2 separate regions of the Mus musculus genome follow, and region 2 is linked to region 1. Evidence: chromatin contacts called from public HiChIP or PLAC-seq data. All regions are on one chromosome and are shown on one strand. Each heading gives the region's core, a stretch centred on a gene start, on an enhancer-like site or on the middle of the called end of the contact. The rest is flanking DNA. Distances are from core to core; before and after follow the strand shown.

The links. HiChIP or PLAC-seq counts read pairs in DNA pulled down with a chosen protein or histone mark.
Region 2: an H3K27ac HiChIP or PLAC-seq map of large pre-B cells shows a contact between it and region 1, with 2.2 times the contacts expected there. The contact joins two enhancer-like sites. A contact is called at or near these places in 5 of 484 Hi-C or Micro-C datasets (B cells, ECoMG myeloid progenitors, the G1E-ER4 cell line and 2 more) and 3 of 115 datasets of contacts at active chromatin or transcription factors (embryonic stem cells, large pre-B cells and stem cell-derived neural progenitor cells).

The regions. Positions count from the first base shown.
Region 1 is chr7:49,495,276-49,498,765 of GRCm38.p6, reverse strand. All of the region lies in intron 11 of Nav2 (neuron navigator 2), which reads right to left. Among named protein-coding and RNA genes, the nearest start is that of Gm51447, 59 kb to the right of the region's middle. Within about 2 kb of position 1,560, at least 121 of the 459 cell types and tissues checked have an H3K27ac peak or open chromatin away from gene starts, as enhancers often do.
Region 2 is chr7:49,730,013-49,733,502 of GRCm38.p6, reverse strand. No RefSeq gene overlaps it. Among named protein-coding and RNA genes, the nearest start is that of Gm32962, 21 kb to the left of the region's middle. Within about 2 kb of position 1,537, at least 4 of the 459 cell types and tissues checked have an H3K27ac peak or open chromatin away from gene starts, as enhancers often do.

The sequences.
Region 1 (3,490 bases), core at 311-2,810:
TAATTAGTGATAGATGTGGAGGGCCCGACCAATTCTGAGTGGGGTCACCGCAGGGCTGGTGATCTTGGGTTCTATAAGAAAGCAGGCTGAGGGCTGGAGAGATGGCTCAGTGGTTAAGAGCACTGACTGCTCTTTCAGAGGTCCTGAGTTCAATTCTCAGCAACCACATGGTGGCTCACAACCATCTGTAATGGGATCTGATGCCCTCTTCTGGTGTGTCTGAAGACAGCTACAGTGTACTTATATATAATAAATAAATAAATAAATAAATAAATAAATCTTAAGAGAGAGAGAGAGAGAGAGAGAGAGAGGGAGGGAGGAAGGAAGGAAGCAAGCAAGCAAGCAAGCAGGCAGGACAGTGGAAGTCACTGTATGTTTTCTGCTCTCCCGGCACACACATGGGGGTACTGTATTTCCCTTCCAATGGAATGGAAATGGAGCAAAAGGACCTCCTTTGGTTCAATGTGGTCCTCCTCGGCTTTAAGAGACGTGTGGCTCACCACACTCGCCATCTCCTCATCGCGGGAACGATCAATTCTCAGTGTGAAGGAAAGTCCTTCTGGCTCCCTGGTTCCCAGGAAGAACAATGAGCCACACGACCTTCTACAGCAGCCGGACGGACGATAAGTGTGGGAAGTTTTGGAGTTGCTTGTTATTCAGCATAACCCAACCTAACTGGCCCCAGGACTTTCCAAGATCCCTGCATCCAGTCACATGAAGTTATTTTCTGCTGTGGGACACACTCTGGTTGGGTTTCAGGGCCTAGGCTTTGGGTTGCTGGGGGATTAAACACAGAGGAAGTTTCTGCCTTTTCCCTGGGCCCTTCATTCCAGCTTTCAATGTTAGGTATCTATCTATCTATCTATCTATCTATCTATCTATCTATCTATCTATCCCACCTTTAGTGCTCACGTTATCTTAGTTTTGCATATATGACCATTTGCCTGCATGTATGTCTGTACAGTATGTTCATGCCCAGTGTCCTAGGAATCCAGAAAAAGGACATCAGGTCCCCTGGAACTGGATTACAGACAGCCACTAGCCACCACATGGGAGCTGGGAGCTGGGAACTGAAAGTCCTCTCTCAGAGCAGCCAGTGCTCTTAACTTCCAAGTCACCTCTCCAGATCTCACACAACTTATCTTTCAACAAGTGCTGGAAGGTCACAGCTTAGGGAAAAGCAGTCTTTTGGGGTCACAGCTATGCTATCCAGCCCCCATTCAGCTGTGTGTCAGAGAATGGAGTGCCTCACGGGGCCGCAGTACCTTGGCCCTTCCTTTGTGAGTGGGAACACTGCCTGAGAACCATGATCCACGCTTGGCAGACTGTGGGTTTCCAGCCTTTTACAACCCTCTGGAGAATTCCTCGGAGGCTTAAGGTGCAGATGGTTAGCTTCCTGTCATCACCCGCCCCCTGTTCAACCCAGGTGGCCTCTGCCCACAGGATTGGATCGGTCTCTTGCTTAAAAAGGAAGCCGGTGGAAGGGGCAGACTGGGGGCCCTCCAGGAAGGCCAGTGTGGTAATTATCACCCTGTTGCAGCGGAAATAGAGATTTGCCTCCAAGGCCCCTTTTATGGGCTTTGAAACAGGGACTTTCACTCTCTCCCACTTTGTTCCTGGATGCACACGAGGGGAGAGAAAGGGGGCGTGGCATGGAAGGGTGGGAGGAGCCACGAGGAAGGGTGCAGACTGGCTTTTGCGCTGCAGCTGTATGGGTACAGCCCTTATGTGCATGACACAGAACAAAATATATTCTTGAACATACTAGGCGTTACTTGGCTCTCAAAAGGAGAAGGAAGAAGGATGAGAGGTGGAGGGTGGGGAAGAGAGAGTGGGAGGAGGGAGGGGGAAGAGATCCGGAGAGGGAGCGGCTTTCTGTGTTCTAGGTAGAGAGACTTGTGTCATGGGTTGAATGTGAAACTGGGCCCCGAGGCTCCAGTGTTGAGACTGCTGCTGCAGAGAGGTAACTGGAACAAGAGAGTAACTCACAAGCCTCATTGGTGGATTTGTTAGGATGCGTTCACACCAAAAGTGGGCTGACAGATGCTTGCTCTTAGAAGGTGCAATCTGTCCCCAGCTGCTTCCCACCAGCTGTGAGGTGAGCAACTCAACTGTGCCCTTAGGTCAGCCTCAGCTACAGTGAGTTCCAGGTTAATTAGAGCTAAATGACAGTGTTTAGCCAGTACCGAGAAAGGTTACATTTTTTTTGGAGGACTTCAGAAACTTCGCAGATTCTGGTAGCCCTGGATTTCTGGTGTCATTAACAAGATGCATCATCAGACTTTGAAATGAACTCTTCTTCCTCTCACCAAGGCCACGGAACTGAAGTCAGAACTCTCCGTGTCCCTACTCTGAGCCTTCGAGGAGGCCAAGCCTGGGTGGACGGATGTGCTGCGGGGAACAGAACGGTTGCTTTGTTCTGCCTGTGTCACGCAGTCTGGCAGCATGAGGGCTCTTGTGCTCTTGGGGAGAGCCCTGAGACTGGACTTGCAGGCTGCTCGTTAGCAGGCAGCGCAGCTACAGCCTCTCACAGCCTCCCAATTCAAGTGGGAATGGGACTGGCTTCAATTGAAGGCCAGGGTCAGGGGCCAAGTACAAGCTGCGAAGCCTACGTGTGTCCTGTGTCTGTTTTTTAAAAAGCAATCTCTAAGCTTTTCTGACATGGATACCATCTGGAGAGTGAAAAGACATCCATAATGTGAAAAGGGGGTGGGGGGAAACACAATAATAACAAAAAGATCCCTCCCCTTTCTGCTTCATTTCCCAGCCTGATCTAAAGTGTAGATTGAGCCCAATTCCCGTTTTATCAACACAATGTGACCTGGAAGTACCAGCGAGAAGGAACATCTATCTAATGCCCCAGCCTGCTGCCTGCTATTCCATAAGGACTGTCAACATCCCTGCACAAGGAGCCCCTTTGCAGTGTCCAAGAAAGAGATTCATGAGCGGCAACTTTCTACTGAGCTCTCTGCTTATAAGTATCTGAGTTACTAGAATCCAAGAACTCCTGACATGTTCACTCCCAACATGTTCAGGAGACACAGTGCTGCAGGCAGAAACCACTGGACTGATAGCCAGACTCTCGGCCATCTAGGCACGCTTCCTCCTCCTAAAGTGGCCTATGTTCTGCTATCCTATACGGGCCTATTGTGTGTACTGAGCTGCCTCCATCCCTTTCACGTCATCCTCCCTCCACAGCTGTCCAATGGCTGACTTTGCTGGATGTTGCCAAGTCACTATCAGAAAGGGTCTGGGATCCAGGGTGACAGCCCTGAACGGTGACAGGAGATGAAGGGGACTTGGTGTCTTGGATGTATCATCTTTATTATTCATCAGAACGGACTGATGATATAAAGACTCCAACTGACAAAGTTCCTATCTCCCAGGCCTCTGAAGGCATGTATTTCTTTCTGCAGGTGACTTTTAATAACCCTAAAAATGACACACTCAGGCCATGCTGCAAATAGCCATGGTCTAGCCGGGGTCTCAG
Region 2 (3,490 bases), core at 288-2,787, 230 kb before region 1:
TAGCGTTTCTCTGCAGTGATATTTCTAAACTTTGTGAGGTGTGAAAATAACATAAATATTGAAAGACGGTAAACAAATACAAATGATCTAAAGTGACAAAGGACAAGTTGGTTTCCTCTTTCCCTCCACCTTGAACTGCTTGTCTGTCTTACCAGCACACACAAACACAGAGACCGACACACAGACAGGCAGACACACACACACACATACACACACACACACACACACACACACACACACACACACGACCAGAGGAGACATCGTGTGTTCCGCTCTATCCCCCTCCACTTTCTTCACTTGAGTCTCTCCCTGTTGAGCTGGTGTCCAGCAGACCTGGTGATCCTCTTGTTTCTGTCCTCCATATCCCTGGAGTTACAGGTGTTATGTGTGTGGTCATGTCCAGCTATTCATACTGTTTTAAAGATACTCCATGTCCTTCCACAGAGAAGGTTCAAAACCCCAGTGAGGGAGAATTCCAGGATGAGGTGGCAGAATCAAAGCATCCTTTCCATGATCCTCCTGAGAAGAGTGAGGACACCAAAGGGAAACCATAGAGTGAGAAAGGGCAAGAGATTCCGAACACAACTGTGCTGTATGATTTTAGGTCAATTTGACGCAAACTAAAGTCATTTGAGAGGAGGGACCCACAGGGCAGAAAATGTCTCCATGAAATCAGGCTGGAGGCAAACCTGTAAGACATTTTCTTAATTAGCGATTTATGAGGGAGGGCCCTGCCCATTGCGGTGGGGGCCAGGGAGCATCCTTGGGCTTGTGGTTCTGAGTTCTACAAGAAAACAGGCTGAAAAGGCCATGATGAGCAAGCCAGCAAGCAGCACCACCCCTCCATAGCCTCTGCATCAGCTCCTGCCTCCCGGTTCCAGCCCTATTTGAGTTCTTGTCCTGATTTTCTTCACTGATGAGCAGTGATGTAGGATAGTAAGCCAAATAAGCAAGTTCCTTCCCAACTTGCTTTTGGTCATGGTGTTTCATCAAAGCAACAGAAACCCTAAGACAATTTGCTACCAGACGCAGGGTATTGATGTGACAGAATTGGTCATGCTGTTTTGGGGGAGGATTGTGGAAAGACTTTAGAAGTTTGGTCTAGAAAAGCCATTGAGTATTGAGAAATCAGCGGGATATTCAGTAGGAGCTTGGAATATATGAATGTTGAAAGTACAGATGGTGGAGGCTTCACTTACGAAGTTTCAGCGGGAAGGGAAGACTATATTAGGCCTCGTGTGCAAAGAATCTGCGGTGTGTGGTCAGCTGGAACTGAAGAATCATCTGAGATGAACAAGAGCCTGGGGCAACTAAAGTAAAGTGTTTGCTTTGCTGGAAAAATGGATGCTGGTCAGATGGGACTACACAATCAGTCATGATCAAAAAGAGACCATCATCACTGAGGTTTCCTCCGTCAGCACACACAAGCTGTGTTCCAGACGTGGCCAAGGTTGCACCATGTGCGGGTAGCTGAACTTGATAGTGTAAGAGTCACCCTTGTGGTACGTACTGGTTTTGACGGCAGGAAAAGGCCATGGAGGGCAGCTGAGACTTGGCACTATAAGACAGACTGAAGTCCCCTGAGAGAGCCCAGGAGAGGCTGTTGGTGAAAATGCAGCTTAGCTGCAGGAAGAGGCCCCAGCAGTTTTGGAGATGCCAGTCCCATGGGATGGCTACCAGGAACAGCAGCAGAGGAGGAATGGAACCAGCTGGAGCTTCAAAGTCAAGCTGTGTGTGCTGAAGAGAGGCGAGCCAGAGGCTTGACCCAAGCCCTGTACAGGAGCCCAGAAGACTGGAAGTAAATCCCAGATGTTGGATATTATTTATACTGTTGGAATTTGGGGTTGCTTTGATTTCGTTGTGACTGCATCCTGGTTCTTCCTTCTTGAAGTAAAAAGGTATTTAACTTATTTTTATTTTATAGGAACCTACAATTGAGAGACATTATATTTTAAAAGATCTTGGATTTGAAAAGAAACTAAATTTAAAAAAAAAAAAGGCTGAATAAAGTGTTTGAATTTTTAAAGTCCATGGGGGCTTTTTAAGTTTCCAAATGTTTTACATTGTGTTGTTATTAATGGGTGATCTTAAGGTGAGCAAGATAGAAAAGGCTGTGCTTAACAGCGATGTGTTTGTGTCAAGTTGACAAGGGGTCAATTGTGCCGGATACTTTTATGTTAACTTTAAAACAAGCTAACGCCATCTGAAGAGGGAACTTCAGTGAAGAGAATGCCTCCAGAAGATCTGTCTGCAGGCAAGTCTTTAGAGCATTTTCTTAATTAGTGATTGATGAGGGAGGGCCCAGCCCATTGTGGATAGTGCCACCCTGAGCTGATGTTTCTGGTTTCTACAAGGAAGCAGGCTGAGCAAACCAGTAAGCAGCATTCCTCCATAGCCTCTGTATCAGTTCCTGCCTCCAGGTTCCCAGCTACAGGTTCCAGCTCTGTTTGAGTTCCTGTCCTGACTTCCTTCCGTGATGAGCAGTGAAGTGCACGTGTAAACCAAATAAACCCGTTCTTTCCTCCCCAGCTTGTCTTTAGTCATGATGTTTCAGCACAAAAACAGAGACCCTAACTAAGACAGCAATGGGGAATGGATGGGAATCTGCAAAGTCATTCACTCAGCAGTCCAGAACTAAGCAGCAGAGATGCTTAACACCCAGCTGTGTGGGAAGTGCATCACATCAGGCCACAAGCACAAGTCAGCCAGGAGTACAGGTCTTCTTAATGAGAAGGACAGAGAGAGAGAGAGAGAGAGAGAGAGAGAGAGAGAGAGAGAGAGAGAATGAGAGAGAGAGAGAGAGAGAGAGAGAGAGAGAGAGAGAGAGAGAGAGAGAGAGAGAAACACACATAGGCGCGCGCACACATATACACGTCAGCCAAGAGCACATATATTCTCAATGAGATACAGACAGTCAGGCAGGGAGGCAGGCAGGCAGGCAGGCAGACACACACACACACACACACACACACACACACACATCAGCCAGGAACACAGGTCTTTTCCAGAGAGTCATATCCATGAGTCAGCAGAAGCATAGGTCTTCTCAATGACAAGCTAACCAGGAAGGTCTTCCCAGTGACAACAGACAGGCAGACAGACCCACAAGTCAGCCAGGAGCACAGGTCTTCTCAGTGATGGCAGGCAGGCAGACGGAGATGTCTCTTCCTTGTTTGAGATACAATGTGGGACCTCATCGTGAAGGTGACTCTTCCTTCGCGGACAGCTTTAGAAAAGAGATTCATGGTAGGCCTCCCTGTCTCCTGATGCTATAAACAGGAGCCATCTTCAGAAGAGTCCTAGGTCAGGGACTAAGGACTCTGGGAACCAGAAGACACAGAACCACTACAACTCAAGGTCCCTGGGAGACACGCTGCTGCAGTGACCAGGCAGGGGTTAGAGATGACAGGCAGTTATGGAGAAGTGAAGGCCCAGACGCAAGCCTGCTGAGAAGTTAAACAGAAGGCAGCACAGAAAATGATTGGCAGCT